Regions from separate parts of the Mus musculus genome. Here region 2 is linked to region 1. Evidence: chromatin contacts called from public Hi-C data. All regions are on one chromosome and are shown on one strand. Each heading gives the region's core, a stretch centred on a gene start, on an enhancer-like site or on the middle of the called end of the contact. The rest is flanking DNA. Distances are from core to core; before and after follow the strand shown. Region 1 overlaps Gm32539 (a long non-coding RNA gene). Region 2 overlaps Brsk2 (BR serine/threonine kinase 2).

Region 1 (4,234 bases), core at 692-3,191:
AGAGGAGGGGGGAGGGAGAGCGGGGAGGGAGATTGAGAGGTTGAGAAACTGTTCCAACTGCTCTCTAGCCCAGGGCCAGAGGCATGAAAGATGCAGCCAAACCTGGGCAGTGTCTTCCCTGCCTCCCCTTAGTGTTCCTCAACTACATCTGTTTCACTCCAGCCCCTGTCTCTATGTTCTCATGGCCCCACTCCTTCCTATCCATTCCTCTTGGATCTCTTTTATTAGCACATTGTGCCAGGGCCACCCTAATCCAGGATGGTGTCATCCAGGGCTCCCCCACTTGATGATACCTTCGAAGATCCTTTTGTTATGCAGATGCCCTCATAGATGCTGTGAATTGGACAAGAGTGGATCTTCTGGGCTTCCACACAGCCCCCTCCAACTCTATACAACCCTACAGTGTCCAGCAGAATGACTCTAAAAGCAAGGGATCCAGATTCCTGGATAGGGGCTGTATTAGTCAGGGTTCTCTAGAGTCACATAACTTATGGATAGTCTCTAGATAGTAAAGGAATTTATTGATGACTTACAGTCGGCAGCCCAATTCCCAACAATTGTTCAGTCGCAGCTGTGAATGGAAGTCCAAGGATCTAGCAGTTACTCAGTCTCTCTCACACAGCAAGCAGGCAAAGGAGCAAGAGCTAGACTCCCTTCTTCCAATGTCCTTATATTGTCTCCAGCAGAAGGTGTAGCCCAGATTAAAGGTGTGTTCCACCACACCCTTAATCCCAGATGAAAAGGTATAGCCCAGATTAAAGCTGTGTTCCTTAAACTCGGAGATTTAATCTTCTGGAATCCATAGCCACTATGGCTCAAGATCTCCTTACCAAGATCCAGATAAGGATCTCCAAGCCTCCAGATAAGGGTCACTGGTGAGCCTTCCAATTCTGGATTGTAGTTCATTCCAAATATAGTCAAGTTGACAACCAGGAATGGCCACTACAGGGGCCAAACCTGTTATACCCGTGGGAGTAGTGGCCCTTTCCCAAGGAGTGGAAGATGGAGCTGGGTATAGAATATCATATGTGGGCTAGAAAAGCATGATCCTGGAAGCCCTATGCTAAGAAACACCCAGGCCATGGACCTTTCCAGAAGCCAGCAGGATGTGAGCCCAGCATTAAGCTGGCTGTCGTTGGCTATGAAAGAGCTACTCTAAACAGCAGATGCTCTAACTAGGTCTGCTACCCTCAGGTGAAGGCTTGGGTTGGACCCTGGCAGATCCCTGACTAACATCACACTCACTTTCTGCAAAGGGAAGAGGATGCGTAGCAATCAGGGCAGAGGCGGGTCCGAAGCTCTCCATGACCACAGGCTGAGGCATAAGGGAGATAGGCCTTAAGGCTCTCACAGGCCCAGGGGCTATGAGGGGCCCGGTCCAGCTTCCTAGACCTTGCTTCCAAGTTAGTGCAGCAATGCTACTATGGGCATCCTGGAACTGCCTGGTAGTTACTGGTTTCTTGGGACAGAACCTTGCTTTCCTGAGGCCGTGGGTCAGTGCAGTAGGAAAGCAGATGGTCAGTTGTACCCTGCGTATGAGTGACAGACTGGCCTGCCAGGTTCTTAAAATGTCCTGGGAGCTCCCAGACCAACAGGGAGACAAGGAACAAGGCAGAAGATTGCAGAAGCCAAAACCACTGACCCAAAGGGCACAGAGGCGCCTGCGGTATTCCTCAACCGCAGGTCATGTGGGTTCGAGGCAGGTGATTCTACTGGAAAAACCTTGCCACCCAGTTCTTGATCAGACCCCAACCTCCTGGCCAGGCCCCTCCCTTGAGGAGTGGAAGCCCACAGCCTGGTGAATGAGAGACAAAGAGAAGGAAGGCCAGCAGCTGGACACTGAGCCTGCCCCCACAGCAGGCAGCGTATCTCCCAGTGTCAGACCAGACGGAGCAGGTGCAGGCCACCACGGGGACTGGGGCTTTGTGCTGTCAGCCTGGGGCCCGATATACATCATCCATCATCAACCTGAAGGTCCCTCATCTGCATTCTAATGAGAAAGGGGGTGGGGACTACATGGAGCAGCTGATCCACCAGCCAAGGTCCCAGGGCCCCACAGGGCCAGGCAGTGAGAGGCTGCCTTCCAGAGAACAGAAGTGTGAGTGCCCATGGCTTTCCTGGAGATCCACTCAGATTGTACCACCTGCCACAGAAGGAACTGCAAACAGCCACTGCCTGCTTGTAGAGAGGTCTTCTTGGACCCTGGCCAGCCCTGCTTGGCGAGGAATGAGTTCTCCTGGGTCTTAATGCATCTGATGCAGATTTTTTTCTGCCATCAGCTGACTTTGTGTACAAGGAATTATAGATGCCCCCTTCCAGATGGGTGCAGTGTCCCATACTGGGCCCTGCCTATGCACTGGCTGGGGATATTACTGCCTGGCCCCAGCACTCACCGGGACCCCAACAGGGTCACACATTTGCACCTATGTGCGGACAGGAAAGATCCAGGCCTAGGTTTTGAACCTCCTCAGTAGGAGAAACAGGATGAGTTTGAAATGCTGTGGAGAGTGATGTGAAGGGGCTGGATGGGGTTTGTAGGAGACACCTTCAAAGTCTTTGGAAACATCTGTAATCTTATTTTTTTAACACACACACACACACACACACACACACACACACACACACACACACACACACATTTATTTGCTATACCAGGCAGAAAGGCAGAATCTGAGTCAAGCCCCATGCCCCAAGCGAAGCTATTAGGAGGGAGACCCACTGACTAAGGTTCCTAGCTGTTTTTCTCCTTAGAGAGTGAGGAAGGGTCTTCTGTAAGGCTCTGGAGAGTGTGTGCTGAGGCTAGTAAGAAATCACCCAGTGACCGGGAGTCGGAGGTTAACAATACTTTTTGGTAACTGTCATAAAACTGGCAACAGCTAATGGTTTCAGGATAGTTACACGGCTGACCCGCCCCTGGCGTCACTGTATGTTGATCTGATTGTCTGAGACAAAGTCTCAGCTATGGCCCCGAACTCACTCCGTACGTTAGGCTGGCCTTAAATTCACAGGGCTCCACCTAAGCACTGGAATTAAAGGCGTGCATCATCACATCTTGAGGGAGTTAAACAATGATAAATCTTTCTAATAATTTAAAAATTATTAGTTTTTGGTGTGTGTGCTTGCATGTTTCTGCCTGGTGCACGTGTGGAGATCACAGAACAACTTGCGGGAGTTGGTTCTCTCTGTTCACCCTGTGAGTTCTGGAGGCCACACTCAGGCCATCAGGCTCGGTGACAAGTACCTTTATTTATCTTGCTGGCCCAGTAATGAATATCCTTAATTCCATGACCTAAGAACTATACCTGACATTTTGAAGAAAAATAAAGAAAAGGTCTAGCCCTCCAGGGTCAAGGAGACACACGTGACTGTTAGCCACCTCTGCACCCACACCCTGCACCCAAAGGTCGACCAAGCATTGGAAAACAATTCCGTCTGTGCTGAGCATGGATGATCCTCTCCCACCACCACCATCGTTCAACTATTAAACTAGTATTATACCCTATGTCTGTGACCCCAGCATGAGAGGGCTGAGACAAGAGAATTATTGATTGGAGACTCTTAGGTATTATAAAGTCCCTGTGGTGTGTGTGTGTGTGTGTGTGTGTGTGTGTGTGTGTGTGTGTGTATTGTGAGGAGAAAGAGAAACAGAGGGAGAGGGAAAGAGAGAACGACTACAAAACAATCAAACTAAAACCAAACACCCCAGCCCCACTGCTTATGGGTTTTCAGTCTTCAGAACTCAGGTGCACAGGCAGATTATGTCATCATATGCCCTATGTCATCATCAGGCCCTATGTCATCATATGCCCTTTGTCATCATCAGGCCCTATGTCATCATCAGGCCCTATGTCATCATCAGGCTATTTTTACCTACAGAGCAGAGTTGTTATCTTTACCATCCTTGGTCCAGTCTCCCCTGGAAACTCGTATTTAGTCAATAAAAAAGACTTATTTGGGGGCTGGAAAAATGGCTGAATGTACCTGAGTTCAGTTCCCAGTACTCACAGGGTGGCTTGCAAGCATCTACAATTCCAGGGAGCTGACACTTTCTGATGATCTCCTATGATGGACGCCTATGTAAGTGGTACACATAAGCTCAGACAGACACATGCATATGAATAAACGGATGGATGGATAGATAGATAGATAGATAGATAGATAGATAGATAGATAGATAGATAGACAGACATTTGTAAAAGTTTGAATCAACAAGACAACATGAGTGGGGCTGAGA
Region 2 (3,767 bases), core at 1,113-3,612, 66 kb before region 1:
TTGCAGGAATTCTTTTAAAGTTTACAGTAGCTTGCCAGTGCTGCATCCACTGGCTGGCTCTCCACTGTCCCCAGCCCCACAGCGGCTCTGTCCTCAGAGGGAACCTGGGCTCTGGACCCACCCTGCCCAAGTCAGACAGACAGAACAAACAGACAGACAGACGGCAGGAGGGTGCTGCTGCTGCTACTCCTCCTTCCCTGAACAGAGAACAGAGACATAAAGAAACTCAATAAATTAAAACAGCAAATAAATAATACTGGTCTCAGCCCAGCTCCCTGGCAGCTCTGGAGCACCCAGGTCTTTTATCTCCACTTCAGCCCATGAGAACCATCACAGCTGGAGCTCTGCAGCCTGGCAAGGTGGAGCAATGGATGCAGATGAGAAGAGGTGGCCCTGCGAGGCCAACATGTGGAAAAGGCGAGGTGAGTGGCCCAGGAGGCCTCCAGATGCGGCGTGGAGGACAATCCATTCCCACTGCTTCACCCACCATGGTCCCCTACCCTGGAAGATGGTGGACAGGTTGTCCCTGCTGAGGATCTGGTCACTGGGATCCAGGGTGGCTGGGCGAGAAGAGGAACCCCTGGGCGGCAGGCCCTCCTCCCTTGGGCCATGCGGAGCTGCCAGGGGACAGGCAGAGGTGGTGGATAGTGGGCTAGCCTCTCTGCCCAGCAGCAGCAGCAGGAGGAGGGTGGTCCGCAGCAGCTGCCTTCGGTCAGCCAGTGTCCACACGCAGCACAGAGGATGGCCTCGTGGAGGTGACATGTTAACTTTTCGGGATAATTCCTGGTATCAGAGCGGAAACAAGCGATGCTGTCAGAGACAGGCAGAGACAGAGACCGCAAGAGAGAAAAGAGAGCAAGCCCAGCAGCCCAGCCTGCGGGCCGCGCCCTGGCCACTCTACTTTCCTCCCAGGCTTGAGACAAGGTCTGGGCAGGCAGGTGGGGCCTTGTCCACACAGGGCGGCAGAAGGCCACAGTCAGTGCTGTGTTGTGCTGTGCTGTGCTGTGCTGGGGAGGGACTAGTGTCTAAGGCTGCTCACGGCGGGCGGCGGGCGGCCCCATCTTGGCCATGTCCTTGCCCATCGGGTACTCGGTGTCCCCTCCAGGGCCAGCGGCCGCGGAGTCACCCAGGGGGCCGTGGGCACTCCGCTTGGCGGGTGTGCTGGGGGCCTGGGCCGCCTGCCCGTTCTTCTCGTCTGAAAAAAGTTGTTTAATTACGTCAAAGAAGTTACTCAATGGGGTGCCTGGGTACACAGAACAGAAGACAAAAAGAGAGAAAAGAAAAAAAGGGGGGGGGGGCAAGGGGAGAGAGGGAGAGAAGGAGAGAAAGAACAAACAAATGAACGAAGGAGCCTTGACAAGAGAAAGAAAAACCCAACGAGATGAAGTCAGATGGAATGGCAGAGCAAGGACAGGCGGGTAGCAAGCAGGGTGGGCAGGCGGCCAGTGGGGTCCCTAGTGCCAGGAGCAATGCAGTGGGAGGGGCTGTTGCTGTGGGATAGACCCTTGAACTCCATACCTCCAAAGTGGCATGGGACATGAGGGCTGCTTCTGAGAACTGAGGCCCAGGACAGGCAGTGAGATTCCTCCCTCACCCAGTGTGGCCCCAGATGTCCTGGGCCTCCCTTCTCAAGTGTCAGGGTCACATGAGCTGGCCAACCCAAGGTGTAGAAAGAGCAATAGAAAGATTAGGCCTGAGTTGGACCCTGGGGTTGGCTACTGCTTTATGAGTAATGATTGCTCTTGGGAAGGGTGGCCTGAGCCAGTGACCAGCAGCATACAGGGAGACCCCCTGCCCTGGCTAGCACAGACAGTTTCAGCAGCAGACAGACAGGATTAATGGTGGGTAGGCAGGCAGGGAGCTGGGGACAGGCAGCCACAGCTGGATTTCTGGTCCTGGAGGGCAGAAGTAATGGGTGACCCTCCACCCTCCTGGGCCTATGTTTATTACCCAGCTGGGCCAATTGGATGCTTCATTTCCATTCCCTCACCTGACCTCAGTCTAAGCCCAGTGCTGCATACCTCTCTTCTGACTGGCATGGTCTGTGGACAAGTGTCCACCTTGCCCTCCAGGGCAGTGCTACATGTAGACCCTTTACTGCCTTCCAGCACAAGGGCCTTTTCCTGTTCTGAGAGTTTAAGTCCTTCCTCTACCTAGCCTGATTGTAGAAATGGGGACCAGGAAGTGAGTAGTTAAGACTACTCTTGGCAGAAGATGGGGCCCAGGGGTGGTGGATGGTCCAATGCCTGTGCATACACAGGGGACCCAGGACAGCCCAGGGACAGTGGGATAGCACTGGTCAGGGTAGGCTGTGGGCACACAGTGGAGGTGGCAGGCTAGGGGCCAAGTGAGCATGAGGAGTTCTTACCACATTTGGAAAGCCGCCCCGTCATCACTTCCATACAGTTAGTGGTGTCTGGAGCACAGAATGGAAAGAGGGAGGGAGAGAGTGAACAGGCTGCCCACCTGCTACCTGGGGCTAGCTGGCAACCTGTAGCCAGCCGGGCTGGGAAGGAGCAGGGTCCTGAGAGGGCTGATCCAGGAGTGGCCAGAGTCCAAAGGGGTTAGAGTTCATAGAGGAGAGGGGTTAGGAGTAGGCAGGGCCCAAGAATATTGACTGGCTGGGAAAGAGGAGCTGAGCCTGGAGACAGGGTGATGGTACAGGCAGGCCCAGGGAAGGGGAGAGTTTGGAAGAGGCAGAGCTAAGGTCTAGGTCAGAAGAAGCCTATGACTACAGCTGAGTGGGAGCAAGGTAGACAGCAGAAGGTCATGCTCCAATAGCCAAAGCCAGAAGACTGGATTTGACCTTTTTTCCTGGTGGGCCTGTCTTCCCTGGGCTGGATAAACTCTTGCTTTGGCATAGTTTAGCAGGCCACCTATACTGTGCCTGCACCTCATTACCCACTGGCTTCCATACACCCCTGTCTCTCCCACTATGCTGGAAGTCCATACTTCTGTCTACCTCCAGCAGGGTCTTTGGAGCCAAGCTCATTGGACAAGGGCCCAGGACACAGGGACACAATGAGAGGGCATCAGGGGGACAGGCCGAGATCCAAGAATGGTTGGGAACCCAACAGTCTCAAGGGTAGGTTCCAGTACTGATGGTTGACTGAGTAGAACTGGTGGGTGGGTCCTGTGTACAGGCCACACCATATTCCCTGTAACACCAGGGACGTGGCACTGGGTTGGGGGTTTGGTAGACCATCTCATAGCATAGGGCATGGAGAGTTGTCCAATATTCAGGAGTACAGGAGGGCTGCAGTGTCTGTTTGGTCACCATGAGCAGAACCCCAGCAGTGTGCTAGAGACCTTGGCTTTCCTTGCATTAATAGTTCTGGCCTGCCTCTGCCTCTGCCTGTCATTCCTTGTCCTCGGTTTCCCACTACTGCTGCTGTTCCCCAGGCTGTTTTCCTCTTTCCAAGACGGAGGCCTAAAGCCCCAGAAAAGCAAGGTTGACTGAGGACAGTGCCCCCAAGGGCACCTGGCCCTGCTTGCTCGCTTTCTTCCAAGCAGAGTGGGTAGCTGAATGAGCCCAGGGCTGCTGAGGGCTCCAGTCCCACCTGCCAGGGGATGACGAGGCTCATGGTGGGAGCACATCCACAGGCAATGAAATGAGGATGGAATGGGATGAGGAGCAGGTGGAAAGAATCTACATACACACAAGGAACCCTAACAGCCCCAGCTGTGGAGACAAGTCGAGACTAGGGCTCAGAGAAGCTGGCCCTGAGCCACATCCCATCTCGTCTAGACTTCTCAAGTGCCTAAGC

What was found. A called contact is a pair of places that touch in the nucleus more often than the background predicts.
Region 2: a contact with region 1 is called in a Hi-C map of cerebellum, with 1.8 times the contacts expected there. The contact joins two enhancer-like sites. A contact is called at or near these places in 1 of 484 Hi-C or Micro-C datasets (cerebellum), 1 of 115 datasets of contacts at active chromatin or transcription factors (embryonic stem cells) and 3 of 9 other capture datasets (adipose tissue, liver and pancreatic islet).

Annotation. Positions count from the first base shown.
Region 1 is chr7:141,932,413-141,936,646 of GRCm38.p6, reverse strand. All of the region lies in intron 2 of Gm32539 (a long non-coding RNA gene), which reads right to left. Among named protein-coding and RNA genes, the nearest start is that of Gm32539, 10 kb to the right of the region's middle. Within about 2 kb of position 1,941, at least 28 of the 459 cell types and tissues checked have an H3K27ac peak or open chromatin away from gene starts, as enhancers often do. A contact at or near this core is called in cerebellum, where this site is marked.
Region 2 is chr7:141,999,491-142,003,257 of GRCm38.p6, reverse strand. It overlaps Brsk2 (BR serine/threonine kinase 2), which reads right to left. Exons shown (of 20, transcript NM_001009930.3): 19 at 2,369-2,416; 20 at 1-1,195. The coding sequence ends at 1,026. Among named protein-coding and RNA genes, the nearest start is that of Mir3104, 9.2 kb to the right of the region's middle. Within about 2 kb of position 2,362, at least 8 of the 459 cell types and tissues checked have an H3K27ac peak or open chromatin away from gene starts, as enhancers often do. A contact at or near this core is called in cerebellum, where this site is marked.